Regions from separate parts of the Zea mays genome. Here region 2 is linked to region 1. The links are chromatin contacts, called in public Hi-C maps. All regions are on one chromosome and are shown on one strand. The core of a region is the stretch at or near the end of the contact, and the rest is flanking DNA. Distances in the headings are between cores, read along the strand shown.

The links. A called contact is a pair of places that touch in the nucleus more often than the background predicts.
Region 2: a contact with region 1 is called in a Hi-C map of leaf, with 6 times the contacts expected there. The contact joins the promoter of LOC100275856 here to the promoter of LOC100283245 in region 1. A contact is called at or near these places in 9 of 25 Hi-C or Micro-C datasets (bundle sheath, ear, leaf and 2 more).

The regions. Positions count from the first base shown.
Region 1 is chr10:4,602,704-4,607,431 of Zm-B73-REFERENCE-NAM-5.0, reverse strand. LOC100283245 (pop3 peptide) reads left to right here and starts at 2,265. Exons shown (of 2, transcript NM_001156147.2): 1 at 2,265-2,598; 2 at 2,719-3,236. The coding sequence starts at 2,480. The coding sequence ends at 2,923. It overlaps LOC100274803 (putative RING zinc finger domain superfamily protein), which reads left to right. Exons shown (of 2, transcript NM_001149079.1): 2 at 320-1,215. The coding sequence ends at 851.
Region 2 is chr10:5,026,101-5,030,828 of Zm-B73-REFERENCE-NAM-5.0, reverse strand. It overlaps LOC100275856, which reads right to left and starts at 2,228. Exons shown (of 1, transcript NM_001371519.1): 1 at 1,636-2,228. The coding sequence starts at 2,196. The coding sequence ends at 1,768.

The DNA.
Region 1 (4,728 bases), core at 1,016-3,515:
CTTGACGAACGGGGAACAGGGGGACTGGGTTACCACAAGTCCTCTGTCTGAATGCGAAGCGGTCACTATGTATGTGTCCTCTTGATCGAGCTCGAAACGTTCAGACGAAACATGAGCCTGAAAAGATCCTGTCATGGCGAGTAGATGTTTGATGTTTCATCCCCATAGCTCGCACGAATTTGACTTGTCTTATTTGTACCTTTGGCTCCTTACCTTTAGCTACACTGAAAATTCACATGGACAACAGACCATGGGATGGTGAACTGTTTCGCTGGCCCTGGAACTTAACTGAACCACCTCTCTGTTGGTAAACTGGCAGGTGCGTCATCTGTCTGGCGGAATACGAAGAGGGAGACGAGCTCCGCGTGCTGCCTCCCTGCAGCCACACCTTCCACACGGGCTGTATCAGCCTGTGGCTGGCGCAGAACTCGACGTGCCCGGTCTGTAGAGTCTCGCTGCTCGTGCCTGATACTAGTACTACCCCTGAAAGCGAACACTCTGCACCCCATCCTCCTCCTCCTCCTCATCATCATCATCATCTGTCCAGCATAGTGATAATAAGCCCACCAAGCTCCCCCGAACCGTCGAGATCGGACCCGTGCCGATGCCTGTTCGCCAGCGGTGGTGGGCACTCGTCAAGGGCGGCAGAGGCTCCTCCTCCTCCTCCTCCTCCCAGACACGAGCCCGACCAGGTCGTATCTGGTCCACCACCGGCAGCAGATGGGGCTAGCGGCTACAGCTCGCCGTTGCCTGAAGTTATTCACCCCGCTCCTGCTCCTGAAACCAACGGGCAGACAGTACGGAAGCAGGCGGGCAGCAGATCTACTACCCCGCTAGGCCCCTGCAAATAGCGGCCGCTCACTCTGTGTGGGTGGGTGGGGTGAACAGGTGGTGCGTGGTAAAAGCGAAGTAGAGAGAAACAAGCGACTTGAAGAGGCCTGGGTTCGTTCGTGTACATACGATCGAGAAATCGTTTCAGGTCATTCATTCATCCATTCATTCATCCATGGGCACATACTGTGGTATTACGGAGTATTACGGTGTACGTGTAGTGTGCCGCAGGAGAGACGACGCGACGGCAGCAGTGCGTTTTCCATATGCGACGGGACGGGAGCATTCGAGGAGATGATGGCAATGGCATGGTTTTGTGTACTGTACGGTAACATTTGTCGCTGGGAATTAATAATAAAAAACCCGTGGCTGGCTGATGCAGCAGCAGCTGTCTTATTATCCAGCCACGCATGTGAAAATTTCTTCTCGGGCAGCAGCAGCGTGATCAGTCGCCACCTTGTCAGCTTGTATCCCTCTGCTGTAGGCTGTAGTACCATGTGGTCTGAATCCAATGCGACGACGACGACGACGCCGCCCAGTCGGTCTCTGATGAACCTGAGATTACCTACCTGATCTTGCTACTGCCAGGGCGCGCGATCAACATTCCATTTGACACTGGTAACTGTTGGCGGTGGTGCACAGTGCTGACTGACGGACCTGCCTGTCATCCAGGGTCAGGGTACATGGAGATGAGGATCTTGGATGGATGGGGGAGAGGGGCCTGCATCTGCATCAGAGCCAGAGGGAGGCGGGCGAGGAGGGGGGAACAAGCAAAGCATGCGGTGCTGGGCTGCCCTGCCCACGCAGCGTCGTACGCTCGTGTCGGTCGCCGGCCCAGTCGAATGGAATGAATGATGACTCTCTCACCCGTCCCAGATCTAGCCGCGTCAGCGCGCACGGAACCGCTCCCTTTTTTTTTCCCCCACACCTCCCTCCCTTGCTCTCCCGTGCGTGCACTGACACACACAAGTTGGTTGGTGAGCGGAATTAAGCCAGCTCGTGACGCAATCCAATCCGAACACGCTCTTTTGCCTGGGAAGGATAAGCGCGTCGTGTTTAGTTTACAGTGGTCTCGTTTGGAAGTTCTTCACTCTCTATAGACTCGATAGCTGATTCTCTACTAATGTAATTTCAAGTGATTCTCTAGTAAAGTGATTCTCTAGTAAAAGTAAATTTAATTGATAAAAACCGTTTGATAAATAAGATGTGAAGTGCTTGAACAGTTAGTGGGGAGTAGGTTGAGACTTGAGAGCGGTGGAAAGCTGATTTTTTTGGCTCTCACTTTCTAGTATAAAATAGAAACTAGATTAACTCTACTTTCATCATAGAGTAATTTAGATTTTTACCGGTTTGACTCTGGAGGAGTAATTCTGGGAGCGGAGCTGTGAGCTCTGCAAAACGGCTCCTGTGTGCCCAAATGATCCAGTCCACAGACTCAGGCTCAGGCTCTAGGACGAGTGATGAGCTCTGCAGCCAGTGACCCCTGTCGGCGGCGGTAGCTTAAATTGGCCACCATGTCGCCACGATCCATCGGACTCCTCTGCAAATAAAGCCATCGGGGGAGTGAGTAAGTGAGTGGGTGTGAGGAGAGCTTTGAGGGGAGGGGAGCTAGCTAGCTACTGGAGGAGGGCTTCCTCCGGCGCCGGACATGGGGGAGGTGAAGCACCTGTGCCTGGCCAAGTTCAAGGACGGCGTCGTGGTGGACGACGTGCTCAAGGGCATGACCGACCTCGCCGCCGGGATGGACACGGTCAAGTCTTTCGAGTGGTACACACTACACACCCACCCGTTTCTTCTCCACTCTTGACCTTCCATCATCCTTCCTTCCTTCATTGCTTCCCTTCTGTGAAAGCAAAATCCGCCGAACAAACGCGTGCGTGCGTGCAGGGGCCAGGACGTGCTGAACCAGGAGATGCTGACGCAGGGCTTCACGCACGTCTTCTCGCTCACCTTCGCCTCCGCCGCCGACCTCGCCGCCTACATGGCCCACGACAGCCACACCGCCTTCGCCGCCACCTTCATGGCCGCCATCGACAAGGTGCTCGTCGTCGACTTCCCCGTCGTCGTCGCCAAGCCTCCGCCGCCGGCATGACCCGCTGGCCGCTCTCGCATCCGCCGGCCACTGTACGCCTCCCCTTCTCAGGTCGCGCAGCAGATCCACGTGTGCCTGCGGCGGCGGTGCTGGTAGTAGTACTAGTACTGTCTATTGCCTGTTATTTATGTTCTATCTATCTATCTATCTATCTATCTACGTCACGTACGTACCTACTATTATTGTTTGGTTATCTTCGGAATAAATTTTCGGTCACTTTTATGGTAGCGTATATCTAGCGGCTAGCTGCTTGCAATACACCCTTTCCGATGTTTATGATGGATTGTCAGATTCCTAATCGACTTTTAGTTTTCTTGTTACTGGCTCCTGGTTAAACAACAGCAGATTTCTCAGAGCATTGAGGATTCAGAACATAAACCCTGATATATCTCGGGGTTGAAATGAGCCGAGCTCATATAACAGGACAAGCTCGGTTTGGATTGGTCGCTCCTTTAATGAGTTTGAAAAGTTGACTCGCTTACGACTCGTTAGCCGGCTTCTCGAGCCAACGATATTTGAAATTATAATATAAAATTTTAAAAATATTTTAAATACCATATTTTGAAATTAGTAAAATAAATATATTACTAATATAATATAGTTATAGATTTATTATAGGTAGAAACTTCAAAAAACTATAAAATAATTGTGGTACTAACATTATATGTTAATTATGATTTTATATAACAAATTATTGTTGAGTCGATTCACAAGCGAGTTGTGAGTCGAGTCGAGTTAACTCGCTCTTTTCAACTCGGGCTTGTTCTGAGTATCGAGCGAGCCAAGCGAAGCTGCTACGAGCTTGATCTTTTTTTCTCGACCTATTCTCTAGTTAGATGATGGTGGGCATCTGCCCGCCCTGCTGCGAGGTTAAAAATATTGCGATTTGCGACGGAGACAGGTGGGTGGAGTGGTTTTGTAGCTCTCCTAAATAAAATAAATTATTTTACTCTTTTAAAAACCTGTTTTAGGTTTTCTAGAAATAATTTTCACTGACGATTTTATTACGCCGATTACCTTAGAGCATCTCCAAGAGACTAGCTGAATAGTTCATTAAGTTAAATTTTGATTAATCAGCAGCAAAATAATTCTCCAACAGACTAGCTATCTGACTCGTCAACCTATCCGACTCTTCAAATTGGCTCCCTTGCTAGTTAAATTTGGCTAGCCACCTAACTAGCCAAACTAAATAGATAGTCTATTGGAGTGAAATGTTATATATAAAGTGTAATCTGTATGAAGAGATAAATAGAGAGTTAAATAGAGTGCCAAAAATAAAAAATCTCTTGGAGATGCTCTTAGTTATCCGTCTGAAAAAATAATGATTTCTACTAATCCCTAATAGTGACAGTTATGAAAAACGATAGTGTAAATAGTTTTACAGTCGCCACTATAGAGTTTCTGTATAGCAGTCTACTAGTGTGTAGAACTGAAACGAGTGCAGAATCACTTGTTTTTTTTTGGTCATACGGACCATTTTCACGTACGGTAGAAAATAACAGCACGGCGGGACGCCACACGCCTGCCAGTGCGCGGACGAGGAGTCCATTCCTTGCTCGCGGTGACGTTGGCTGAAATTTGTGGTGCTGGGCCGCGTGCTGCGTGCTTCACTACTTTCCATCCCATGCCATCCACAACGACGTATAGAAAAAAAATTTCAAGAAATAAAAGGCAAAATAAAATTTAAAAGTAATTCTCGTTATGGGCCTAGAATATGCAGTTAAAATGGTCTAGAACAAAATTGAAGAAAGTAATTCTCGTTATGGAACCGTTGCCTGGAATGATTCATGGAACGATTCAAGACA
Region 2 (4,728 bases), core at 979-3,478, 420 kb before region 1:
GAAATCTTATCATAGGTGACAACTGACAACGAGTATCAGTCAAAGATAAAAGTTACACTACATATCATCACACTTCTATATATTTTTTATTACGAAATGCTTTAAATAATATGTTTTATGAAGTCCATCATTTTATAATGACAGTTTGAATGATGCAAGAAAATTCTCTTCCCAAGATAGCCAGATAGGCCATATCATACAGGTCTGTTTCCTTTCCATTCCTTTTTCCCTTTGCTGTGATTACTGCAGGAATGTCACACAGCTATATATCATAACCATGGTAGGCAATTTTGTCCTTTCTGAAGTCTAGGTCCATTGCAGATTTCAACGATAATAGACAACTTTGTCTTTGTGAACCCTATAGGTTCCTTCTATAGTTCTAGATTGTCAACCTTCGGTTGCTTGGTTTTGCTCAAGGAAACGTAGAACATACACATCTGATTCAGCCCACTTTTATCACGGATAAAACAACTCAACTTTTTTATTGCGCGAGGTAAATCAATAATCCACTCAACTTGAGTAAATCAACGGTAGGTGCTTTGAAGAGATGTTATCAAATACGTCACGGAAATATCAGATATCTACCGGATTATTAGGAGATAATCAATGCAAAACTAGCAGGTGTGGCCACGGGAGACAAGGATATGGCCGAGGGGTGGACCCAGTAAAGGGAGATGGAGATGCGTATCTACAGTTCTACACCCGATTTTTTTGATTTTTTTTTTTTTGCCAAAAAGGCTTGAAGTATTAGTAGCCTAGTAGGCATCATTGCATCAAATAGCAAAACAAGGTTAGGGTTTGGATGCTCGGTTTCACACAACAGGAAGGGGAGACGTGGGTGGGAATACCTGCTGGTGGGTGCTCGTCGCCGACAGAGAGACCGAAGAATGCCTCGGCACCTAGCACGGGGACGGCGGAGTCGTCGCTCGTCAGAGACAGATCGAACGCGGCCACGCGGGTTGCGGGGTGAACCGTGGACGGAACTCGGAAGGGAGACCATGCAGCGGACGGGCCGTAGCCCAGTCCATGTTCTCCGGCGGCCCAGGAGAGCGCAACCGCACCGGGCCTTCTTTTCTTGGCACGTACGGATTTTCATTTGCAAATCATTTTTTCTATCTTTCTTTCTTTCTCTCATTTTTATCTTTTAGTTACTAGTAAAGTAAAATATGATAATTGTGTTGCAACTGGAGAAAAACTATTATACAACGTTTAAAAACACATAAATATCTAAACTTAAATATATCATAACTTCCATCTGCAAAGAATTCTCAACGTAAAAGAGACAAAGACATCTTTGAATAAGGGCTAGCTTGGGAACCTCTGTGAAAATAAGGTTCTCAAGCTAGCTCTAATAAGATGTTTATGATATGGGAAGATTTTCAATATTATATATAGCTTAGGTGTTGTTTGGTTTAACGTAAATGATAATGGTAATGGTTGACACTCGAGTGATAGCGGTTATAAGTTTAAATAGACTGATATCAGTTTTTAGCCTTGAATCTCATTATTGTTATGCTTAAATAAACATGATTTAACGTTACCAGTTACAATTATATGCTGCACCTTAAATGCTTAATATATAGCTAGCTGTTACACGCAATATTTCGTTGGCGATGATGCAAGGAGACGGCGAGATGACTACTGAACCAGTCAGTGCGATTTGAGCAAAAAAATTTTAAAAAAAAACTATATCAAATGAAAATTACACATAGAGTTTAGTGTGTATAGGCTGTTTCCCGATCCATCGACGTCTCTCTCACAACTCGGTCAGTACCTCTGGAAGTAGCTCCCCATGGCTTCGAAGCCCCTGCTCGAGAAGCAAAGCCTCGCCGAAGAACTCCCAGCGGACCGTCCAAGGAAAAGGAACCTCCTGCTGCTGCGTGGCGTGAAGAGCCTCCTGGAGCTGGAGCTGTAGTGACCGAAGAAGGGGGACGACGACAGCCTGCCGCTCGTCGCCACCACCGGCACCGCGTTGCTCACCGACCGCAGCGGCAGCAGGCAGTTAGCCAGCAGGGCGTGCCCCGCGTCGGCGTCGGCGTCGGCACCGGCAGCAGGACTACTACGGCGGCCGCCGCCGCCGCGGCGGTGGTCGTGGTCGCGGCCGTCCAGGAGTGCGATGTCGAGCTCGAACAGCTCGTCCTCGTCGACGACAACGTGGGCGATGGTGGTGACGGCGGCGGCAGCCTTCGCTGCCATGCCTGCCGCGGCCAAAAGCTGGTTTAGTAACCTAGCTCGATCGATGAAGGTATGTATTGGTAATATATATATGCATATATGATGATGCTTGCCTTGCATTGCTTGCAGGTACGTGTGAGATGATATGAGTGGGTGGGTGAGTTTGTTCTACTGTCTTTGGTAGAGATGGTTGGAAAGTGCCGCGTTTGCATGCTGACCCGGTAGAGTAGCTAGCTAGGTTACCTACTTCCAAAATGTTAGCAGTGTGCTGTTTTCTACCAATTGCTAGCTCTATGTTGAAACTCACAGGTTTAGGCTATACACAATGACTTGTAATCCAAGCAGGGTTTCATCACACGCCGACATGCATGATCAAACAATCGTCCCTAGCATGAGTTGCTGAAGAATCGACTCAAGACGTCTCCTCATGCATATGACCACTGTCTATATTACGTTTTTCTTTTCCGCGTATTATAACAAACTGAGTGTAAATTGATTCTTAAAGACACTAAATTAGCATCATCCAAGGTAATTTACAAATTTTTTGTTTCCAAATTTGAAAACTTCAAACATATTTTTATGACAAGATGATTTCAAATCAAAAGCTTATCAACTTCAAAGTTTCGTAACTTTTTAAAATGTACAACTCAATTTTGGTGATATTTCCATCTGAGCAGGTTTGAAAATTTCGGTTTTTAAATGGGCCGTGAAGGTTGAAGCTAGTGACGTGTTTATATATACATGTCACCAATATATATGTATTAGCGACTTTGATTTAAATACATGAAATTGAATAGATTAGAGTAGAAAAGATGTCTGAAGTCAGTGATGTGGTTATATATACACGTCATTAATGTATTTATAATAGCGGTTGTCGGTACCCTGGAACAGGGGTACCCCTTACTATAGTAAGGAGGCGCGGTTCACCCCTCCACGGGGGCAATCTCCGAGGCCACCAGGATTCGGACCCCCGTGAGATAATGCCGGACCCCAACACACCTAATTGGGATCTCAGTGTTCCCCTAAGACGGAACCCGGACCCCTCTAGGTGAGGTCCGGACCGTCCACAACGAGATCTCGGGACGAGGAATACCCTGGCTTAAGTCAGGGGCGTACAGGGGTCCGGCACAGACACTTGTCGGGATCTTGCCAGGCGCGCCTACTCTCCCCGCCTGGGCGGAAACCCGATGCTGCCACGTGGCCTGCGGCCCGTGACGGAAGCCGGAGAGCAAGGCCTGACGTAAGGTTTCGGGGCCATGCGATCTCTGCATTTATTGCGGGAGATCGCACGCCGCCTGGCCGCCCTGCTCATAGGCGAAGTGCCGACTCGGCATTTAATGTGCCCCGTCCACTCTGATGGCAGGCATCGACCAGACCGGGCGGCATACCTGTCCAATCAAAGCAGCAGGCAGTACGCCCACACCGCTGCATGCGTGCAGTGGTCATCATAACTTGGTCGATACCGAGGAACCTTTGGCAGCACGCCAATTCTACTTAGGCAGTGGATGTCAGGGCACAGTGAGATAGCGCAAGGTGACCAACACTAATTGCTCCGGGTATTCCACCCTTATGTCTCTGGGCCCGCATGTCGGGGTTCAGGGTCTCTTTGTACATGTCCCCCTTCGGCTATAAAAGGGGAGGCATGCGACGTTACACACACGCAATCTTAGACTCGCTAGCTCATACAAGCTCTCAAGCAATACAACTCACAGTGGAGTAGGGTATTACGCTCCGGCGGCCCGAACCACTCTAAACCCTTGTGTGTTCTTGAGTTCTTCCCCTTCACTCCAACGATCAAGCGAAACGCCTAAGCCCCTCCTCATCTTAGGATTTAGGGCGGGTGTACTCCACCACTCGGTTGGAGATTTCCTCTCTGACAGCGGTCTTGATTTAAATATGTGTCACTAAAGAAAACACAGTAGAGACAAAATGTTTCTCTAGAGGTGTACGGTAGCTATATAGGCTGAGGCTACCAACGAATATTGTTTCATGCGCCAGGCGCCCAGGCCAGGGGCGGAACTAGACAAAAATTTGAGTGGGACCTATTTTTGAGTGGGGTCTAAATGAATAATTAATTACAAAATAAGACTAGTGATTATAGTAAATAAGGTAAAACTTACACTAAATCAACAAAATTGAGTGGGGGCCTGTGCCCTCACTCCTCTAAGTCCTCTTAACGTCGGTATGCCCATGGCAGCCTCTCTCTATTTATATACGCGGTGTAAAATAGATGTCATGTCACACCTGGTTTTAAAAGGTAAACCGAATGCGAACCAATTATCTGACATGATTAGAAATTCACGTACACATCGATTACATAACTATACATAATCACACAGTGTTCAAATAATAGCGTAAAGAAGTATTACTTTAATTTATTACATCATGATGTCCGAAACCAGTGGCGGAGGACGCACAAAAATTTAGGCATGGCTAGAATATGTCACAAGCCTTGCCACACCACTCATCAGAATATACCCATAAACCATCACTGCCCAAAAAACCAGGACCGTTGTGTTGAGACATTCTTGATCGATATTGCACTGAACAGCT